7 separate regions of the Mus musculus genome follow, and regions 2, 3, 4, 5, 6 and 7 are each linked to region 1. The links are chromatin contacts, called in public Micro-C and promoter capture Hi-C maps. All regions are on one chromosome and are shown on one strand. Each heading gives the region's core, a stretch centred on a gene start, on an enhancer-like site or on the middle of the called end of the contact. The rest is flanking DNA. Distances are from core to core; before and after follow the strand shown. Region 1 holds the start of Mertk (MER proto-oncogene tyrosine kinase). Region 2 overlaps Nphp1 (nephronophthisis 1 (juvenile) homolog (human)). Region 3 overlaps Nphp1 (nephronophthisis 1 (juvenile) homolog (human)). Region 4 holds the start of Acoxl (acyl-Coenzyme A oxidase-like). Region 5 has its middle 50 kb from the start of Il1b. Region 6 has its middle 34 kb from the start of Ckap2l. Region 7 has its middle 24 kb from the start of A730036I17Rik.

Evidence for each region. Promoter capture Hi-C pulls out the DNA fragments that hold promoters and counts their contacts. A called contact is a pair of places that touch in the nucleus more often than the background predicts.
Region 2: a promoter capture Hi-C map of hippocampal neurons shows a contact between it and region 1, with 6 times the contacts expected there. The contact joins the enhancer-like site here to the promoter of Mertk in region 1. A contact is called at or near these places in 3 of 39 promoter capture datasets (the C10 cell line, embryonic stem cells and hippocampal neurons), 1 of 15 datasets of contacts at CTCF or cohesin (the NIH/3T3 cell line), 3 of 115 datasets of contacts at active chromatin or transcription factors (bone marrow-derived macrophages, embryonic stem cells and large pre-B cells) and 2 of 9 other capture datasets (liver and macrophages).
Region 3: a contact with region 1 is called in a promoter capture Hi-C map of pre-B cells, with 5 times the contacts expected there. The contact joins the enhancer-like site here to the promoter of Mertk in region 1. A contact is called at or near these places in 4 of 39 promoter capture datasets (the C10 cell line, hippocampal neurons, liver and 1 more) and 1 of 115 datasets of contacts at active chromatin or transcription factors (bone marrow-derived macrophages).
Region 4: a promoter capture Hi-C map of hippocampal neurons shows a contact between it and region 1, with 2.8 times the contacts expected there. The contact joins the promoter of Acoxl here to the promoter of Mertk in region 1. A contact is called at or near these places in 4 of 39 promoter capture datasets (the 3T3-L1 cell line, the SN4741 cell line, hippocampal neurons and 1 more) and 3 of 115 datasets of contacts at active chromatin or transcription factors (bone marrow-derived macrophages, embryonic forebrain and embryonic stem cells).
Region 5: a promoter capture Hi-C map of the HPC-7 cell line shows a contact between it and region 1, with 5 times the contacts expected there. The contact joins the enhancer-like site here to the promoter of Mertk in region 1. A contact is called at or near these places in 11 of 39 promoter capture datasets (the 3T3-L1 cell line, the C10 cell line, the HPC-7 cell line and 6 more) and 1 of 484 Hi-C or Micro-C datasets (cortical neurons).
Region 6: a contact with region 1 is called in a Micro-C map of the G1E-ER4 cell line. The contact joins the enhancer-like site here to the promoter of Mertk in region 1. A contact is called at or near these places in 16 of 39 promoter capture datasets (the 3T3-L1 cell line, 3T3-L1-derived adipocytes, the C10 cell line and 11 more), 3 of 15 datasets of contacts at CTCF or cohesin (the NIH/3T3 cell line, large pre-B cells and pro-B cells), 40 of 484 Hi-C or Micro-C datasets (B cells, the CH12 cell line, the G1E-ER4 cell line and 25 more), 12 of 115 datasets of contacts at active chromatin or transcription factors (the NIH/3T3 cell line, differentiating embryonic stem cells, embryonic basal ganglia and 7 more) and 2 of 9 other capture datasets (embryonic stem cells and liver).
Region 7: a Micro-C map of embryonic stem cells shows a contact between it and region 1, with 2.9 times the contacts expected there. The contact joins the enhancer-like site here to the promoter of Mertk in region 1. A contact is called at or near these places in 15 of 39 promoter capture datasets (the 3T3-L1 cell line, 3T3-L1-derived adipocytes, the C10 cell line and 10 more), 3 of 15 datasets of contacts at CTCF or cohesin (the NIH/3T3 cell line, large pre-B cells and pro-B cells), 34 of 484 Hi-C or Micro-C datasets (B cells, the CH12 cell line, the G1E-ER4 cell line and 21 more), 12 of 115 datasets of contacts at active chromatin or transcription factors (the NIH/3T3 cell line, differentiating embryonic stem cells, embryonic basal ganglia and 7 more) and 2 of 9 other capture datasets (embryonic stem cells and liver).

The regions. Positions count from the first base shown.
Region 1 is chr2:128,697,592-128,700,226 of GRCm38.p6, forward strand. It overlaps Mertk (MER proto-oncogene tyrosine kinase), which reads left to right and starts at 1,324. Exons shown (of 19, transcript NM_008587.2): 1 at 1,324-1,512. The coding sequence starts at 1,455. Gm39931 (a long non-coding RNA gene) reads right to left here and starts at 911. Exons shown (of 5, transcript XR_001783466.2): 1 at 823-911; 2 at 224-325.
Region 2 is chr2:127,740,014-127,742,648 of GRCm38.p6, forward strand. Nphp1 (nephronophthisis 1 (juvenile) homolog (human)) reads right to left here. Exons shown (of 20, transcript NM_016902.4): 20 at 719-1,175. The coding sequence ends at 903. Among named protein-coding and RNA genes, the nearest start is that of Mall, 11 kb to the left of the region's middle. Within about 2 kb of position 1,333, at least 19 of the 459 cell types and tissues checked have an H3K27ac peak or open chromatin away from gene starts, as enhancers often do.
Region 3 is chr2:127,758,368-127,761,002 of GRCm38.p6, forward strand. Nphp1 (nephronophthisis 1 (juvenile) homolog (human)) reads right to left here. Exons shown (of 20, transcript NM_016902.4): 13 at 1,209-1,319. Among named protein-coding and RNA genes, the nearest start is that of Nphp1, 29 kb to the right of the region's middle. Within about 2 kb of position 1,339, at least 38 of the 459 cell types and tissues checked have an H3K27ac peak or open chromatin away from gene starts, as enhancers often do.
Region 4 is chr2:127,853,317-127,855,951 of GRCm38.p6, forward strand. It overlaps Acoxl (acyl-Coenzyme A oxidase-like), which reads left to right and starts at 1,312. Exons shown (of 18, transcript NM_028765.3): 1 at 1,312-1,670. The coding sequence starts at 1,518.
Region 5 is chr2:129,420,104-129,422,738 of GRCm38.p6, forward strand. No RefSeq gene overlaps it. Among named protein-coding and RNA genes, the nearest start is that of Il1b, 50 kb to the left of the region's middle. Within about 2 kb of position 1,293, at least 15 of the 459 cell types and tissues checked have an H3K27ac peak or open chromatin away from gene starts, as enhancers often do. A contact at or near this core is called in the HPC-7 cell line and embryonic stem cells, where this site is marked.
Region 6 is chr2:129,261,983-129,264,617 of GRCm38.p6, forward strand. No RefSeq gene overlaps it. Among named protein-coding and RNA genes, the nearest start is that of Ckap2l, 34 kb to the right of the region's middle. Within about 2 kb of position 1,304, at least 60 of the 459 cell types and tissues checked have an H3K27ac peak or open chromatin away from gene starts, as enhancers often do. A contact at or near this core is called in the G1E-ER4 cell line, the NIH/3T3 cell line, adipose-derived mesenchymal stem cells and 1 more, where this site is marked.
Region 7 is chr2:129,241,296-129,243,930 of GRCm38.p6, forward strand. No RefSeq gene overlaps it. Among named protein-coding and RNA genes, the nearest start is that of A730036I17Rik, 24 kb to the left of the region's middle. Within about 2 kb of position 1,341, at least 83 of the 459 cell types and tissues checked have an H3K27ac peak or open chromatin away from gene starts, as enhancers often do. A contact at or near this core is called in embryonic stem cells, erythroblasts, liver and 2 more, where this site is marked.

The sequences.
Region 1 (2,635 bases), core at 74-2,573:
TAGCATAGCAAGACCCTGTCTGTCCTACGTAGATTTCTATTGTTGTGATGACCAAAAGCTACTTGGGAATTTATTTCAGCTTACAGTTGAAATGCATCATGAAGGAAAGTCAGAACAGGAATTCGAGGCAGGAACCTGGAGGCCAGAACTTAAGCACAAACCATAGAGGAACTGCTTACTGGCTTGCTCAGCTTGCTTTCTTATGCATCCCTGAATGACCTACCCGGGAATGGCACCATCCACAGTAAACTGGGCTCTTTCACATCAAGCACCAATCAAGGGTCTGTTTAATCCAGCGCTTCTGGTTTGATGTCCTCCTGCAGGGCTAGAGATGCAAGGAGCTTATTGTATCACAGTGCGTATGGGTCTGTCCTCAGTTTCAGTAATAAATACTTTAAATTTATCAGGGTGGTTTACTCTGGGCTCTAATGTGATCTTATCTCCAAAGAAAAACAAATCATTCTATTTCCTTTAAGAAAGCCTCATACGCCTTCCGTTTCTTTGAGATTCACAATCTGATGCCGTGGTTTGGGCCTCCCACCCTTTCCTGTAACAGCACTTTCTTCCATCCCTGTTTCAAACTCTTTCCTTACAGGATTCGGCTTAGTTCTCCCCGAGCTAACCTCTGGGGTGGAGGTTGCAAGATCTTGACGCCAGGGTCCGCTCTTGCACTCCGTTTCAGTAGCCAGGGGGAGGACCTGGCAAGCAGGGTGTGCTGCCACGGCGGCCACAGCCTCTGGAATGCAGCTGCTAGGACCTCTTATGCCAGTAGAGCCTGAACTGCAGAATCGCTGCCCCTCCAAAGCAGCTGGACCCACTAACCTTTAAAGGTCTTGGAGTTGCATCCGTCGCTCTCCACTAAATTCGGCCTCTACCCTTTCCAATCCCTTCTACCTACCCATACAGAGTGAGATTCCTCTGATGTAACCAAGTAGCCAGAGATCATCCTCCCGATTATTTTCTTTCTTAGCCCCCTCCCCTTCCTCTCCGTCTCTCGGTCCTTTTAGCTCAAGATGGTGGCCCTCCTTAGCTCTGTTCCATCTCCTCCAGCACCTCCCTTCCAGATTTCCTACACACTCAAGCCAGGGGTTAACCTGCTGGAGTTGACCCAAGTTCCATTCTGCCCCGCCCCTCCACCCTCCCTAGGGCTTGTCCTTGGATCCTCCCCTTCCCGCCCCCTCCTCCAGTTCCATCCTTCTTTGCTCTCTTTGCCCTTCCCCCTTCCCGCCCCTGTCCACTCCAACCTGCTGGCCCCTCCCGGGCCTGAGCCCTGGGCCCGCCTCTTCTAACTTAGGACTCCTGCGATCCCCAACTCCGCACTGCCACTCTGGCGCCTGCTGCCCGGGCGGCCGGGACTGAGGCGCTTCGCACGCGCCCTCGGCGACTGGCGAGTTTGGGACGTTGGTGGATACGTGCATCTGTCCGGAGAGAACTGCCAGATCCGCGGCCCCGCGATGGTTCTGGCCCCACTGCTACTGGGGCTGCTGCTGCTACCCGCGCTCTGGAGTGGAGGTGAGTGCAGGTTGCAGGGTCTCCGGGAGCTGCTACTCATTCCAGCGAGCCGTAGAGGGTTATGGGGGCTCCCTAGCCGGGTCTTGGGGTGCACGTCTTAGTAGAACCGATGGGAACCGAGAGCTTCCCATTACCACAGAGAAAGACCTCAAGCCCGGTTGGGCGCTCTGGGAGCAGCGAAGTTTGAGCCTTTAAGAAATGCAACTCAGGTCTGGCGTGGCATGCACCAAGAACTTTACCCTCAACACTGTCTAGCCTTGCCGAGCTTTGGCGGGGTTTCTGCGAATCATAGACCGAGGATTCCAAGGTAATTCCACGCCGTGAACCAATAAGTAGCTGCAAAAGTTGGATGTCACCGTTAGCGCGTGGCGTTGCTTGGAGGCTAGGTGTCCCGCCAGGGAAAGACTAGTTCTGGCTTCTCCCCTGGGCTCTGCTGAACATTGTGTTAGCCCTCCTTTGTAGGGACAGCCTGTCTGTGAGTGTAAGAAGCCTGCAAAAAGCCGAGGGGGACGATACGGTCCTTTCACTATTATTACTGTGGAGCGGAATCTTTTTTGTTTGGGTAGCACAAACAAGTGCTCAGACCACAAGTGCTCTCACAAGCGGTTCAATTTGACATGCTGGATTGATTAGCGCAAACAAGTATGGCAGGTTCCTCCAACAGATGACACTGAGGCACTTTGTAAAGAAGCTGCTGGGGGGAAAACAAAACAAGGTTTTTCCAAAAAGAAATAGACGCAGGAGGGGTTGGAAGACTACTATAAGCAAGCACATTTCAGGTATTGTTCCTTCAGGTATTGCTCCTGCCCTAAAAGATCTGTTTCTATTCGGAGTGTAATTTTGTCTCTTTGATCTTGAATCTGGTAGACTAAAGTTTGTCTTTTAAGGAAAGTTTGGTTTATGGTTTAGCTACAAACCTCATTTTTCCTCTCAAAGTTCATTTGCTCAAATGAGCTTTTTTTTCTTTTCTTTCCTTTTCTTTTCTTTTTCTTTTTTAAACAATTCTTTCCTTGCACATTAAATTACATAAGCAATTTGTAGTTTGAGGCAACGTGACAATTTGCAACAAACATCAACAGCCAAAAAACGAGCTAAGAACTGAGACCACTCTATTCTCCATTAC
Region 2 (2,635 bases), core at 83-2,582, 960 kb before region 1:
AACCTGCATCCCACAGTAGCTCAGAGCTACTAATCCCACCTAGCTAATGTGGAGCCCTGAAAACCATGACCAGGTACACAGCAGTACCAACTGGTACTCATTATTACCCAGGTCACCTGATAGATTGCATGACCAGGCACCCAAGGGTTACCTGGTGTTACTATTGTTAACAATAAAGATTTGAGACATTTGGCAACTTTCGAGAGTGTATCTGAAATGCACTAAGGTCTGGGTGTTCTTTGAAAAGCCATGTCAGCTCCACTCTTCAATGTGGGAAAAAAATCATTTTGACGGAGGACTTTTTATATTGACTTTAAAAGACAAGAATTCTGCATTTGTTCTAACCAGGGGTAAAGCAACCCAAACATCAGACTAAATTAAATGACTGACAACACAATTTCTCTGAATAACCTACAAATATCATTAGCAACATTCAGCAGTTTATATATCCTGCATATTAGACTGCCTTTGCAGTGCTGGGGTTGGAACCCAGGGCCTTGCACGAACTAGACAAGCACTCTACCACAGAGCCCTGTCCTTGGCATTACATTTGTATCAGTCTTATGACTTGGAAATATCTTTTCCCAGTTAGTGGATTATATTTTCACTTTCTTGAATAATCACTAGTTTAACCTTTGCTAAAAACTGCTTTTATAGACATCTACACCTTCAAGTTGACACTTAATTGATATTTTGAAGAAAAATTTAGATATAACAATGTTCCTTATAAAATTTATTTTATTGTTTTACACTCAATCAAATTATTATTAGTTCTTTGAAAATATTATTTGCACACAAAAGCATATGACTACGTTCTAACCAGTCTGTCTTTGGCTCAGTTGTTTGAGGCAAGTCTTCCTGGAAGCTCCCTGGGTCCAGTGGGAATCGGAGCATGGTCGCCATTAGCCTGAGTTCTTTCTTATTTCACCCAAGAAGTCAAAGGTCTGCTCCGAAAGGTCAAATGGTTTGTGAACTCCATCTGGTGACAGCAGAGCCTTCAGGGAACCCTCGTTCTCCCGGCTCTGCTTGAGGAAGTCAGCAATGGCTTTCCATCTTGCAGCCTCTGTCTCTTCCTCGGCCCACCTAAAGGGGGGCAGCAGTGTCGAGTGCAGAAGAGGGAGCACGCAGTCATGGTAGACCAGGAGGAACTCAGCCTTTAGGAGCTCTTTGTCTCTCTGGGAAAACATCACCACAAAGGAACTATCAATAGCCTGGCATCATTGCTCTCAAAGTACAAAGTCCTGTGAGCTGTCAGCTGAAAGTCACTGAGGAGCAGGGCAAGGCACTGGCAGGGGTTGCATGTGCTCAGTGTTGTAAGAGCCCAGAGCTGGCTGGAGTGAGAGTCATGGTGGAGTTGAGCAATTCTCCCTAAGAACTCTGCAGAGTCTCTGTGAGAGCAAGGGTCTCCTAAGCTCCATGTAGAGTGTCACATCTTCTGTCAAGAAGACTAAAGGGTTGCAGTCTACTGTAGTGACACCATACCCACATACACTACACATACACTACAATATAAAGTGGCTGTGTAGACTTATTTGGATTATTATCTGCCAAGAGATAATTGCCTCAATTTCAGAAAGAAGTGGGGCTGGGCATAGTGCTGCACATCTTTAATTCCAGCACTCAGGAGGCAAGGGCAGGCTGACTGTGAGTTTGAGGTCAATTAAGTCTATATAACAAGATCCAGGCCAGCCAGGACTACATATTAAGAACTTATCTACAAAAAAGAAGAGAAGTGGCAAGCACTCTGGGATCTAGAGAAAGGAGGCCCAAGCAGGGGAGTGAAGGCCCATCGGTCTGAGGGCATCAGACCCTCCCCAGATAATGGGAGGACCCATCTAGCCTAGGGCCAGCAGGCTGGGGTGGGACCTCAGAAGCACTGCAGCTGAGCACAGAGGGCTCCACACACAGCTGGCTGCACACATGGAGAGTGCCCAGGCACAACATATATATGGGACAGCTTCCAGGAGCCTGAGGCCCCGCACCTCACCCACTGTTGTTCTAGAAAGGTCTGAAACCAGCAGACTGGGTAAAGTGCAACGTTACTGGTTATGAGAAAGCTTCAGCTGTAATTCTTGCTCCTGCTCTGAAGTTTAGGCTTTTTCTTTTCTTTTCTTTTCTCTTTTTTTTTTTCTGCTACATTTCTTATAAACAATTAACACTTTCAGGTGTGTCTAAAATATGTCATCTACAAAGTTAACTCTTGAAAACCATGTAAACATTTTTCAAGAGAAAATTTCTAAGAATACTTTCTAAAGTGTTCTAAGTACAGTCCCGATTTTATGTTGGGCCACACCCACAGCTATCCCAGGGCACATGTGGCACATGGGCAGGGGTACACCTCTGAAATAGCAAACATGAGCCCAGTGTGGCCTCTGCCTCCTTTCGGAAATAAATGTTTATAGAAACATTAGAGCACTGGGCTCTCACCTGCCATCTATGCCACTTTTTCTTAATGACAGTAGTTTTCTGTGGGAGAGACAGCGTGCCTTACAAAACCTGTCTGAAATCACTCCCTGGTCCTAAACAGAAAGTGTCCATCAAGTCCTGCATTCTGGAAGTGACATCCCACCTCACTGGTCAAGGCCAGACTTGCCAAGTTAGCTCATGTGTCTGCAGCAGTGTAAACCAGTATAAA
Region 3 (2,635 bases), core at 89-2,588, 940 kb before region 1:
CTGGGAAGTCCCAGCCTTTAAGAGACATTTTGTTCTTTGAAAGCAACTGGAGTTCATTGATGCTATAAATGCCAACCAAACCCTTCTGCCTTAGCTAACACTGAGCATTACCACACACAAATGGGAACCAGAGCAGAAAGATGGCTCAGAGAGTCAAGGTGCTTGCTGCCAAACCTGACAACCTGAGCTCGATGCTCAGGACCACACGGTGAAAGGAGAAAGTCAACTCCTAAGACTGTTCTCTGATCTCCATGCTGTGCCCACTCATAAAAAAAATGTTAAAAAGAGAGAGAGAGAGAGAGAGAGAGAGAGAGAGAGAGAGAGAAAGCAGGGTAGTGGTGGTGCATGCCTTTAGTCCCAGCACTTGGGAGGCAGAGGCAGGCGGATTTCTGAGTTCGAGGCCAGTCTGGTCTACAGAGTGAGTTCCAGGATAGCCAGGACTACACAGAGAAATCCTATCTTGAAAACTAATTAACTAACTAACTAACTAAATAAATAAATAAATAATTTAAAAAAAAAAAAAGAGAGAGTCATGGGCTGGAGAGATGGCTCAGTGGTTAAGAGCACTGGCTGCTCTTCCAGATGTACTAAGTTCAATTCCCAGAAACCACATGGTGGCTCACAACCATCTATGATGGGATCTGACACCCTCTTCTGGTGTGTCTGAAGATAGCAATAATGTACTCACATAAAATGAATAATTAAAAAAAAAAATGAGAGTCAGCATCAATCTGGTTCCTTCAGAGTTAATTTCTGATACACAGAAATCCTTCTTTGTGGTTTCAGTGTGGATCTCCCCTAAAGGCATGTATGTTTGAATACCTGGTCTCCAGCTGGTATACTGTTTGGGATTTTGGTTGCAGAACCTTTAGGGGTAGACCCTGCTGGAGGAAGTGGGTCACTGGGGCAGCCTTGAGGTTACAGTCCAGTCCCATTTGTTCCCTGCCTGCCTTCCTCTTGACTGCTGCTGCAGTGAGCCTAGGCCTCCCTCTGCTGCCTGGCGTGCTTCCCTGCCATGGTGTTCTTATCCCTGGAACTGTGAGCTGGAATAAACTCTTCCCCTGAATAAACACTTCTGTCAGGGCGTTTTACCAGAACACCACAAGTGTAGCTAACATAGCTTCTATCACTTTGCTTGTAAGTCAGATATGGTTCTAACGATTCCCCTTTGATGCATTAGAACAGTTTGTCTTTCAGTTTTGACATACATTGCGAATGTAAGAAATTCCAAGTTCAAATAATATCCCAAGGTCTGGAGTTGAAGAATTGGACCTGATAAAACAGTCACCATCGAGCAAGCATGGCAAGATGCCAGTGACCTAGAAAGATAAGGAAGCCAAAGTTACTGACAGAAGTGAAGAGTGTCCCTCATCAGCAAAGGGCTCTTGCTATACTAAAGGGCCCACAGAGATGGCTCAGTGAGCAAAGGGCTTGCAGCCAGGCCTGAAGACTTGAGTTTGATCCCTGGATGGACCCACAAAGTAGAGGAGAGTACTGACACCTCCAAGCTATCCTCTCCCCTTCTTTTGCATGTATAGTTTTAGCATATGATATGTTAAAATAGACAAATGTAAAATGAACAAACAAAAAATGTTCTTGAAAGTAGATGGACCAGATTCACACGTGAATGATTAGAAGCAGAAACATTTAGCTTTCCTGTTGACAGGGAAATTACCTTAAACCTTCTTGATTTGTTTGTTTAGTTGGTTGATTGGTTATTAATTTTTATTTATTTTTTGCTTAGAAAAGGCAAAGAAGCAAAGAACTATCAGTCAACCCCAGAGCTGTGACAAAACACATCCTGTTTGTTACATCACACTATTTCTAAAGGACTGAAGGCCACGGTGCATGTGGCCTGTCCAAGGCCATAATCTATCAGTAGTGGATACTGCTGCTGCTCACAAATGTAAGTGCACATGTACACTCCTCCCACATCACCAGAGCATGTGATGTGATCAGCTTCATGCAAGAAAAGCACCCATATTATTCCTCAGCCCATCCTCACGTCCCGGGAAACCAGGAAATCCGACTTTTAACGCTGCGCATTGCCAGAGATGAGGGGCAAACTGTGAAGGTCTGAGCCAAAGGACAAGCAGTGCTCCCTAGAGGCGGGGGTGAGGGAACAAAGGGCTTGAGGAGCTGTGCCACGGAGCATCGAGGACACAAGTCACATCAAGTGAGGTGGCTGAGCCTCCAGCACAGCCTGTGCCCTCTCCCTGACCTGTCTTGTGCTAAGACCTGATGCAGTAGGAGGAAGGGAACTGAAGGGCTTCTAGGGTGCAGGGGAACAAAGGGGTTAGTTGTGGGAGGGAGGCAAACGATGAAGCCATGAGTCCTTGGAGGTAGGAAAAAGCAAACCACAAACAATACTGTCAAAAGTACACGAAGACTCTCTTGACTCACTAGGCAGTGTCTGTGTGACATTGACTCAGGGGCTCGAAGCCCTAACCTCACCACAGCCTCGGCGGGATCTGGGTGTGACACGCCAGCCTTTGATTCCTATCTGAGGGAAATACCAAGTGCCATTAGCACAGTTGGAAGATTTCATTTTGAAAAACGCCCAATCCTAATCTTACTTCTTGTTTTCTGCTCCATGAAAGGACATTTCCTAAAGTTGAAATCCACCTAGAGGCTG
Region 4 (2,635 bases), core at 62-2,561, 840 kb before region 1:
AACCCACAGCTCCTGCTCACCTACACTATGCCCCCTGAGACTGAAAGAAAATTACCCACAATCCCCTGTGTTATCATCATCCTAATAATTTGCATGGGCAGGCATTGGTAGCAGGAACATGGCCTAGCCCAGTGGTCCTTGAGTGTGGTCTGACAATCCCTGGATATCTCTGAGATGTTTGCAGGTGCCACCTGAAAAATAAATGCCTGGTTTTCTGTGTGTGTGATGCAGGACTTTTGTGACAAACTAACCCAAAGGGCACCTCACAGCAAAGGCAAAGCTGAAAGCCAAGGTGTCTTTAATTAGGCTAGATATTCAAACAATTTGTAAAATGTAAGATAACTCTATTTGTCTAACTTATTTTATTTTTTATCTCCTTTTTGGATTTTGGAAATTGTGTGTATTTTCATGAAACTATTACTTTATGAGTTTATTATTATTTACAATGACTAAAGTACCAGATTTCTCTGTTTTAATTACCAATATGGTAAATTGCTAAATAGAACCACAAGGAAAGCTCCTCGGCAGTTTCACAGTTTTTTTTTTCTTTTTATATTTATTTATTTACTTATGTGTTTGTTTTTTTGTGTGTATGTGTATGGACACACATATGCCACAGCATGCATGTGGAGGTCAGGGGCACCTTGTGAGAGTGGGTTCTTTTCGTCTTCCATGTGGGTCCTAAGGCTCGAAGTCTGGTCATCAGGCTTAGTGGCAAGCACCTTTACCCACTGAGCCATCTCGTTGGTCCCTCAGTAGTTTTTAAGTGTAAAGGGGCTTAGGGACCTTGAAGTCTGAACAACACTGGTTTAAATCATCCACAGGTTCCGGGAAGCCCACTCTTAGCTGCCTGGTGGGAATTGGCAGACAACCTATGGCCTGATCGTTGTATTTACTCTAACTATATATTTTTTTTAAATTAGTTTTAGTTTTGGGTGTTTTACATTAGAGAGACTGGTGATTAGCTCTAAGATGGAATGATATTCTAAGGTCAGATTGCCTCACTTCTGAAGGTGCTTGAGAATGAGGAAACCGGTTACTTTCCTGATAACCCCTAAGATGTTAGACTTCTTCCCCCCCCCCCCCGACCCCCCACCCCCCGGAAGTCATGAGTGCATTGCAAAACTCTAGCTGAGCAGGGACTATGTCAAGAAGCCAAAGAAGTGAGTCTGTCATTGGTTCTTCATGAAATTCTGTCCTGTTTAGGCCTCAACACCAACCCAGTCCCTATTGGTCCTAAGGATCATGACAGAGAAGCCTCCTCCCACCCATCCCTGTGCTTGCTCTGACTTTCTTTCTCTGAGACCTTTCCTCTTTGGGCTTGGGCCCTCTGGCTTCTGTTTGTCCTGGAACCCTGGCTTTTCCTAGCAGGCTGTGACAGGCTACCCTGGATCTTGGTCTGTGTGCTGCTTTTGGCAGGAGTCTTTGTCCCAGCTCCAGCCCCATGCACTTGGATGCTGGCCACTTGGCCAGGCCAGCCCTGGCCCCATGGGATCCTGTGGAAGAGTTGAGCAGAGATGACAGGATGGAGTGGACTGTTTATAGAAGTCCCTCTGTATAGATTGGCATCCAAAGTGTGCTGTCATCTGCGGGGACCACAGGGATTTCTTCAGAGAGCCTGCCAGGGAGTGTGTTGTCTGCCAAGGGACTCCAGAGCAGCTGGAATCATGGTTTGTTTATTTCTTGATACTGTGACCATTTTTTATAAATAAGATCTTTTTATTTGAAAACTTAATTACTACTTTTACAGTCAAGTGTTGTGTAAAAGGTAACAACAATTACTACTTGCTACCATTTGTTAAGTCCCTTCAGTATGGCAGGTGAGGTGACTCACTCACTTCACAGTTATTTACTGGCTCCAACAATGAGCTAGACACCAAGGGACAGAAAGTAAAGCAGGTATTTGTGGAGCTTATAGTTTAATACAGGAGGACACACTGCATAGTAAAACACATATACGTTTATGGTACATCAGGCAGTGACAGACTCTGTGAGTAAAAATCAGACATAAAAAGTTGGAGAGAAAGAAGATGAAATTGTCTTTATGATGCCATGCTCTTATCGTTGAAAATCATCATAATTGCACAAAAATATGTTAGGACTAGTAAATTCAGTAAAGTTGCAGGTAAGATCAATATGTCTTTCTATGTTAAAATGCACAATCAAAAGAAAATTGAAATTTTTAATTATAAAATAAGCATGAAATGACAAAATACTAAGAAACACATTTTTCTTTCCTTTGTTCTTTTTTCTTCTTTTTTTCTTTTTTATTTCTTTTTTCTTTCTTTCCTTCCTTCCTTTCTTCCTTTTTTTTTTTTTTCTTTTGAGACAAGCTTCATTGTGTAGCCCTGGTTGGCCCAGAACTCTCTACATAGACCAGGTTGGCTTTGAACTCATAGAGATCTGCCTCCAGAGTACTGGGATTAAAACATGCACTATCATGCCTGGCTTACAATGTAAAATTTTTGTACACCAAGGGCGATTTCTTTCTTTCTCTCTCTTTCTCCTTCCTTCCTTCCTTCCTTCCTTCCTTCCTTCCTTTCTTTCTTTCTTTCTTCCTTCCTTCCTTCCCTCCCTCCCTCCCTCTCTCTTTCTTTCTTTTTCTTTCTCTCTCTCTTTTTTCTTTCTCTTTTCA
Region 5 (2,635 bases), core at 43-2,542, 720 kb after region 1:
AAGACGAAAGAGGTCAGATTTTATAGGCCCAAGCCTTCAAATGTCTTGGAAGTTAAAGATTGTGTTGATGAAAAGTTATACTTAAATCCATACCTACATGCTGTCACTCACTCTGTCTCTCCATCTATCTACATGCTATCACTCACTCTGTCTCTCCATCATCTATCTACATGCTGTCACTCACTCTGTCTCTCCATCTATCTACATGCTATCACTCTGTCTCTCCATCTATCTACATGCTGTCACTCACTCTGTCTCTCCATCTATCTACATGCTGTCACTCACTCTGTCTCTCCATCTATCTACATGCTGTCACTCACTCTGTCTCTCCATCATCCATCTACATGCTATTGCTCACTGTCTCTCCATCTATCTCCCTAACCTTATTGTGATCATAACTCCAACAAAATACACAGAGAAAAGTAACCATCATAAGAAAACACTTAAAAATTTTGAAGAGAATGTCTTTGGGTAAAGGCATTATTAGTGAAATGCTCTTGTTTGTGAATATTGGTGACACTCTTCATGCCAGCATGAATGGAAGGGAGAGACTCAGCTCCCAGGTGCTATCTGCAGTGGCCCTGATGAGTCCCTTTTTCATATCTATTTAAGAAGTATCAAGTATTATGATGGCTAACATTATGTTTAAAGCTTAAGTTACTACACTTAAAAGATCTATAAAGCAAACATTTCCTCTACCCTCTAAAAGCTGTACCAGTGAGAAAGGGACCCTGTTAGCCAGCTTGCTTAAGAATGACTAGAATGCCTGTGGTTTTTCTTGTAATTATCTAGTCTTTTACAATTTTAAATATATCTGTCCATTATTCAATGTAGCCTCCCCCAGCTTTGAGCAGGCTGGCTCAGACCTGTTCTGGCACCTCCTAGGGTGGAGTCTTCTGACCTAGATAGGTCTATTGTTCTGCCAAGACTGCCGGCCACTACTGCTGAGAGGCTGAGAGGCAGAATCTGTCTTCCTGAGATAAGCAACAGCCAGGCAACTAAGTGCTGACAACCTGGACCAAGTGCTGACAGGCTGGTGACAAAGCATCAAGAACCTGGTGTGGCGGGGGATGGGCCTTCCCCCTTTATAAGCTCAGACTCTTAGTAAACTAGGGGGGGAGGAGGGTGCGTGGGGGTTGATCAGAATTTTGTCTTGGTCTCGTTATTCCTTCCGCTGTTTCCTCCCATGCAGCTCCAGCCTCCCATTCAGGAACCTGATTCATGTAGCTGCGGGCGGCTACAATTCAAGATAATGGTCACTATGCTAACTGTGTGTTTCTGCTTCTGTAAATAAGCTTGCTTGCTCAAGATAGCCGATGACATCTGTTTGCTAACTGAGCCCCTGCTTACAGGCAGAATCCTTGCATGTAGATAGGATATGTGCCACTCCCCACCCCAGAAAGGCTGCATCTTGAGAATCCCGACTTTCTGGCGCAATCCTGGTGCCAATCTCAATAAAGCTTCTTCTTTAAAGTTACTCATGGTCAGATTGGTGAATCTCTGAACAACCTGAGACCTGATGCTTTTTATCAAAATTATAATCATTCAATTTTACCGATGAAGACCTGGAAACCAGATGGTAGTGTGAAAGCCTGCTAGCTCAGAGAGGCAGAGAAAGCACCCAGCTGACCTTCCTTCTCAGCCGATGTCCCAGAAGGAATCCCCTCTCTGATGTCTCTCAAAAAACCTCCTTCAAACTGAATGTCCCTCCCTTCTACTTCCTGTGCTTCTCTCTGTCCATCATCCTGACTCCCTCTTACTATATATATTTTTTTCCTTAATAATTCTATGTTTACCTCCTGTCAACTGGTTGCTTACTCTACCTCTTGATCTATGGTTGGCTTTATTTAATCATGTCTATAATATTCAAGCAGAAAGCTCTTAGATTAAAGGTGTCTGCAAAGGCTGAGCCACACCAAACTAAAAGCAGGGTTTTCCAATAAATAACACATCTTAGGGCTCACAGTGTGATTAAATATCCTGCAACACAGACCTATAACAATATAACTCTTTTCTAACAAATACTATAAAACTCATGTTTAAGACAAGCAATTATAATCTTTTTGTCTCTCCCACATTGAAAGACTTTCATGCAAATGTTTTAATCTTCCCTCCCAGTAAAACCTTCATTTACCCAGAGGCTTCACTGTTCTAGGAATTTGTTGGCCTGGAGCAGTCACTTTTTTTCTTCGAGTTGTGACCCCTTTTTCTGTGTATGAATTATTTTCAGACTAGCCAGTTGAGTATGATTGTGAGGTCAGACTTCAGCCATTGGGGAAGACACAGCCACCATCTAGGTTAGGGTAAAAACTGAATGCATTGCCTGTCTCCGACTGTTTCCTCTTTTGAGCACACCTGTTGAGGGCCATGCAAGAGGAACATCCAAACAGCTTTAGAACTCATGGAATGCAGCCCACCAGTTAGCACAGCTATGATGGGTGTGCCTTGGAGAGCAGAGCCCCAAGGGCTGTTGTGGTCCTGAGGTCTTCCTGCTGTGGTGAGGTCTTGCTCTGCTCGTTGCCCTTGTATCTCTCCTAATCTATGAGTTGTATGAAAACTCTAAGGGGTCTTCTAGCCCCTCCCTGGGCAGTAATGTTGGCATTTACAATATCAGTGATTGATATGCATAGCTACA
Region 6 (2,635 bases), core at 54-2,553, 560 kb after region 1:
TTGGTCCATCATCCCAACCCATCTGCTGTGCTCTGCAGGAGAGGGTAGGACTTTTTCAATGGTTACTAAAAAGGACTCCTGAGTGGGAGTCTTTAGATGCCAGTGGCCAAGGAGGAGGACCTTTTGACCTTAGAGCTGAGACCCCTGCTGTCACGAGGGACCTTATTTCTGCTCTGACACTTGTGGGGCTTGCTTGCTATAATGTCCTGTCAGGTCCTCTTCTGCTGGGGGTGAGCAGATGGAGTGTGTGTATACCGTGCCCGAGCGTCTCCTGCTTGGCCTTGGGTTGGTGTAGAGCAGGAAGGAACTGTAAAGTAGCCCTGCTCGGGGTACCCAGGGCAGACTTAATCTTGAATCTGTGCTTTGCCTGTCTTTTCACAACTGACTCGGTCCTAGACATGGGCTGGCTAGACATGGTCCATCTCCTGCTCCAGACAGTTTTTAGAAAACTGAAAATGTATGGAAAAAAAAAAGCATTGAAAACTTTTTGTTGCTCTCCCCCCCTTTTGAGATAAGGTTTCTCTATGGAGCCCTGCGTGTCTTGGTACTTGCTTTGTAGACCAGGCTGGCTTCGAACTCATGGAGTCTGGCCTGCTTCTGCCCCCTAGAGATTGGGATTAAAGGCATGTACCACTGTAGTCTCCCCTCCCCCAGCCTGAAACCTGCTTGCTCAGGGGTGGAGCTTCCTGCTCATTCGTTCTGCCACGCCCACTGCTGGAACCTGCGGAGCCACACATGTGCACCTTTCTACTGGACGAGAGATTATTTGGCGGGAATCGGGTCCCCTCCCCCTTCCTTCATAACTAGTGTCGCAACAATAAAATTTGAGCCTTGATCAGAGTAACTGTCTTGGCTACATTCTTTTCTCTCGCCACCTAGCCCCTCTTCTCTTCCAGGTTTCCAAAATGCCTTTCCAGGCTAGAACCCAGGTTGTGGTCTGCTGGCCGGACACAACATACCACCACATCTGGCCACATTGAAAATTCTCAATGAACTGATTTGGGGCTCGAGAATTCACTCAGGGGCCAGTATAGCTGTTACCTTAGAAGGCATCTTTGGTGGCCATTGAACCTTTTGAAAATGTGTGTAACAAGAAGAAATGGAAATCTTCTAACCAGCCCTCCCAGGGTTACATCGTGTCTACATATGATTTTATTTCTAAATATGTCTTTTAAAAATAGCATTTCTTTGAACTTTGTGTTTCAAAATTTCTAAAGCCTGCCAGGCTGGATCGTCTTGCTAGGCTGGGTTGGATTGTCTCACTAACTGTCCTGTCATCCTGAGTCACTGTGGCAGATGATTCAGACGTGGCAAAACACACCAAAACTCATCTCGTAACTGGATTATTTTGATAGGAGCCTCACACGCAGCCCTGGAGCCTCAGAGTTCTGAGTCCTGACTTTAATTCTCTCCCACTGTTCAGTGTTTGTCTTAGTGGAGATGACTGTCATTATGTGGTGGCTCAGACTGACCTTGCCTATTGGAGGTGACAAAGTGGACCTTTGAAGGGACAGCTCTAACAATGCAGCTCTCCAGGTTCGCTCTCAGGAAGTATGAGCGTTTAGAACGAGGATAGCAGTTCCCTTTTCCTACTTCCTGTGTATCCCAGAAACACCCAGGGTTGGCACTGTTAAGGCCTCTCCTCAGAGTGCTTCTGGGCCCCAGAGTCTACAGGGTTACACTTTTCAGGCACAGCTCAGGTACCACCAGCATTGTGTCTTTGGACACAAATTCATCCCTGAGAGGGTAGCGATATTTCTTCAGCTATATTGTTTATACCTTAAGAACCACGCTTTTCTGGAAAGGTCCTGGAAACCACTGCAAAGCCAATATTATAAAACCTCACAGAATTTCCTTCCTGGGCAGAGGACAAAGGTATAAACCATCAAAATACCTGAGGGGCTCAGGGAGAGAGGAGAAAGGGGAGAGGAGGGGAACAGGAAGAAGAGGAGGAAAAGAGAGGAGAGGTGGCCAAAGGGCCTTTATACACTCTGCCCAGGCTCTCCTAAGGCATCCCTCTGACTCTCCTGCTATTCCTGTTCCCACTTAAGGCTTCAAGGCATCCTGCCTCGCTGGCTAGACTTCTGTGTTCTCAGCTCCTGACCATAGATGGCTCTTGTGGGGCCTTAAACATGTACTTGCGACAAGTCACCACTAGCTCCTCAGATCCTTGGGGGTCAGGCTGTTCGGCCCACCATCCTCGTCTCTAGTGCCTGCAGCATCCCGAGATTTTTACTGAATGAGGAGTTGCTCCTCTGGGTTGCCTTGGAGAACTGCAGGGGAAGGGGTGGAGGAACAAAGGATATGGAGTAAGGGAGGGGAGGTAGGAACAGGCTATGAAGGTTTGACTTAGGAATCTGCCCTCAGGAGCTTGTCTGGGGCAGGACAGGTTGGGACAGGGACCTCAACTTGAGTCATCTGCTGCAGGCTTTAGTTTTAACCCTGACGTTCCTCATTTATCTGTACTTTGGGGATGCATGGCGTCACTCCCAGGGATATGTGGCAGACACTGAAGTCACCTCTCCCACACATACATACAGTTTAAGTTCATAGATCTGACAGACATTGCCAAGCTTTCTTTGAGGATGAGTAAGGGCATGTGACCTTCTCTTCTTCCTTCCCATGGCTAGAGCTT
Region 7 (2,635 bases), core at 91-2,590, 540 kb after region 1:
TTTTGCTTTGTAATTGTTGATGTTTGTTCTTGTTCCCCTACCCCCACCCCACCCCCAGTGCTTTCTGAAAACTCTGTTTTCCCAAACTCTAGGTCTGGGGGTCAGGACATGTGCCAATAAGGGATCCCTGAAGGAAGGAAGAACAGAGTGGGGAGGCCACGTGAGAGCCTGAGTCAGAGAGAAGGGACAAGGGAAGAATTTCAATGAAAAGAAAATCCAGAGGAGGGAGAACGTAATACACACAAGCCAGAAGCTAGGAGACAGATGACAAGCAAGCCCCTCCCCCACCTTCAGGCATTGCTTTTCGTGCCCCCAAAATGACTGTGGTCACCAGAGGTTTTGTTTTGATCTCTTGGGAAATATTCTACCCTTGAAAACAAGACAGACAGACAGACAGACAGACAGACAGACAGACATGGTCATAAAGCTGTGGTGGAGTCCAGACTCCTCAAGGCCTCCAGTTCATTACCCAGAACTGAAAACCAAAAGCAAAGCAAAATGAAACATGAAGGTGGCTGGTTACACACATGGCTTTACTCTTTTAAGTAACCTAGCAATGCCTTATTACTTTTAAATGGAGCTCCTTACTAATGTGTGTTCATAAACACACACATACACATACACACATGTGTTTTCTGTTTCTTTGCCCTCACAGCCTCTTACCTCAGCCTCTCAAATGTTGGGATTACAGGTGTGCACACCATCTCTGGCTTGAGGCTTTTTTTTTTTTTTTTTTTTTTTTTTTTTTGCTTTTGCGCAGAGGGACACCTGAGTAACACCCTCACTGGGGAAGGCATCCAGGGCGAGGTATTTTCTAGAAGGAAAAGAGACTCTGGTGGCCAACATCCCTGGTGTCAGATTTAGTACCAGGGTGTGACCGAGGTCTGACTGCCCATCTCTGTGGGGGTTGCATTCTTCCTGGCTGTGACTGACCCCTCTGTGAGGACATTCTGAATGCCCCCACCCCTTTCTGAGGGAAAGCTGAATTCTTTCCTCTCATTGGCTTGGCTGACCACATGACCTCTTTGGGCCGATGGGAAGAGAGCAGAGTGATGCATACCACTTCCCAATCAAACCTTAAGCACCAATGTGGTTTTCTACTTATGTCATTAACCCATGACCTTGAGGCAGGAGCTAGGGCCTGGGCTGTTTCTTCAACATGACCCTCAGGATAAGACAAAAACAAAAGTCACAGTTGATTTCACATCTTAAGTAACTGACCATGATATTTTACTTGCACTAATCCCCCCAAATTCTGGGGTTGTCTCTACAGCCTCACCTCATGAAAGCTGACAAAGATTGGGAAAGGGTGCTGGGTTAGGCTTGGTCACAAAGTCCTGCATGGATCCAGGATGACGTCACCTGCTCCACAGCAGCCTCCAGGTTTGATCCGGTTTGAGCTGGATCTAACACTAGCTGGTTAAAACAAAACTCTGACTGTTATTACAAGAATCGGGATGTGTCACAAGCACAGTGGCTCCCCTGACTTTACTAGTGGTGATGTCAGGTGTCATTTTGCAACCTGTAACAGAGTCCTAAGTAACATCTTACTTCTAAAATCCAGCATAAAGATGAGGAAATTCACTGAGTTATTTGGAAAACAAAAAACAAAAAAACAATAACCAAAAAACCCTACACGCCCCATCACAAGGAAATATTGCATACATCACTCTGTATGGTAGACATTTGAAGTCATTAAAAGTCAAGTTACTGAGCTGGGGAGATGGCCTGTTGTGCCATACAAGTGTGGGCCTGCACTTAGCACCCCAGGACCCCTATAGGGAAGGAAGCCAGGTATCGTAGTACATGTTAGTAATGCCGGTGCTCCTGTGGGGAAATGGGAGGCATGTGTATATGTCTTGAGTCACACGAGCACAGGAACTTGCACATATGCACACCTATCACATGCCCTCCCCTCACACACAAATGAAATAGCTAGCTGTGTAATGACACAGGGCAGATGTTTCCATAACCATGAGAGATAACCATGACAAGGAGCTACAGACATGTGCCAGGCTGAACTTATGTAGCAGGTTAGGGGCCATGCAAGCTCATAGTTTTCTTGTTTTTTTAAAACTTACATTATGTGAGCAAGTATTTCACCTCGGTTATCAGGTACATACATAAGTATAAAAAAGACCAGGGGATTTCTGCCAGGCATGGTGATGCACACCTATACTCCCAGCTTTTGGGAAACAGAGATAGGCAGATCTCCATGGGTCTTAGCCAGCCTGATCTACATAGGTCAACTAGGGCTATGTAGTTAGACTCTATCTCAAAACCAAACAAAACTTGAAAACAATCAATCAACAACAACGGGGGGGGGGGGGGGGGTGAGAGGTGGGGAAACCAACCAACCAACCAACCAACCACCAAACAAACAAAACAAGACAAGGAAAAACAAGCCCAACCTTCCGGTTTTCGGGCTAACCTGTTTGTCTCTGCATTTACAAAGTTTTGCAATTGTCCTGCTATGAGTGTGTAGTACTTCAGTCATCACAAACAAGCAATTGCCATTTAAAAGTCTTGAGCGGTCACTTCTAGGCCTGTGCCTCCCGGCTGGGCCACCCAGGGGCCTTAACTGGGCCTCCTGGTCTAAGAATAAGCTTGTGTGTTTAATTAGGTCACTCTCCCG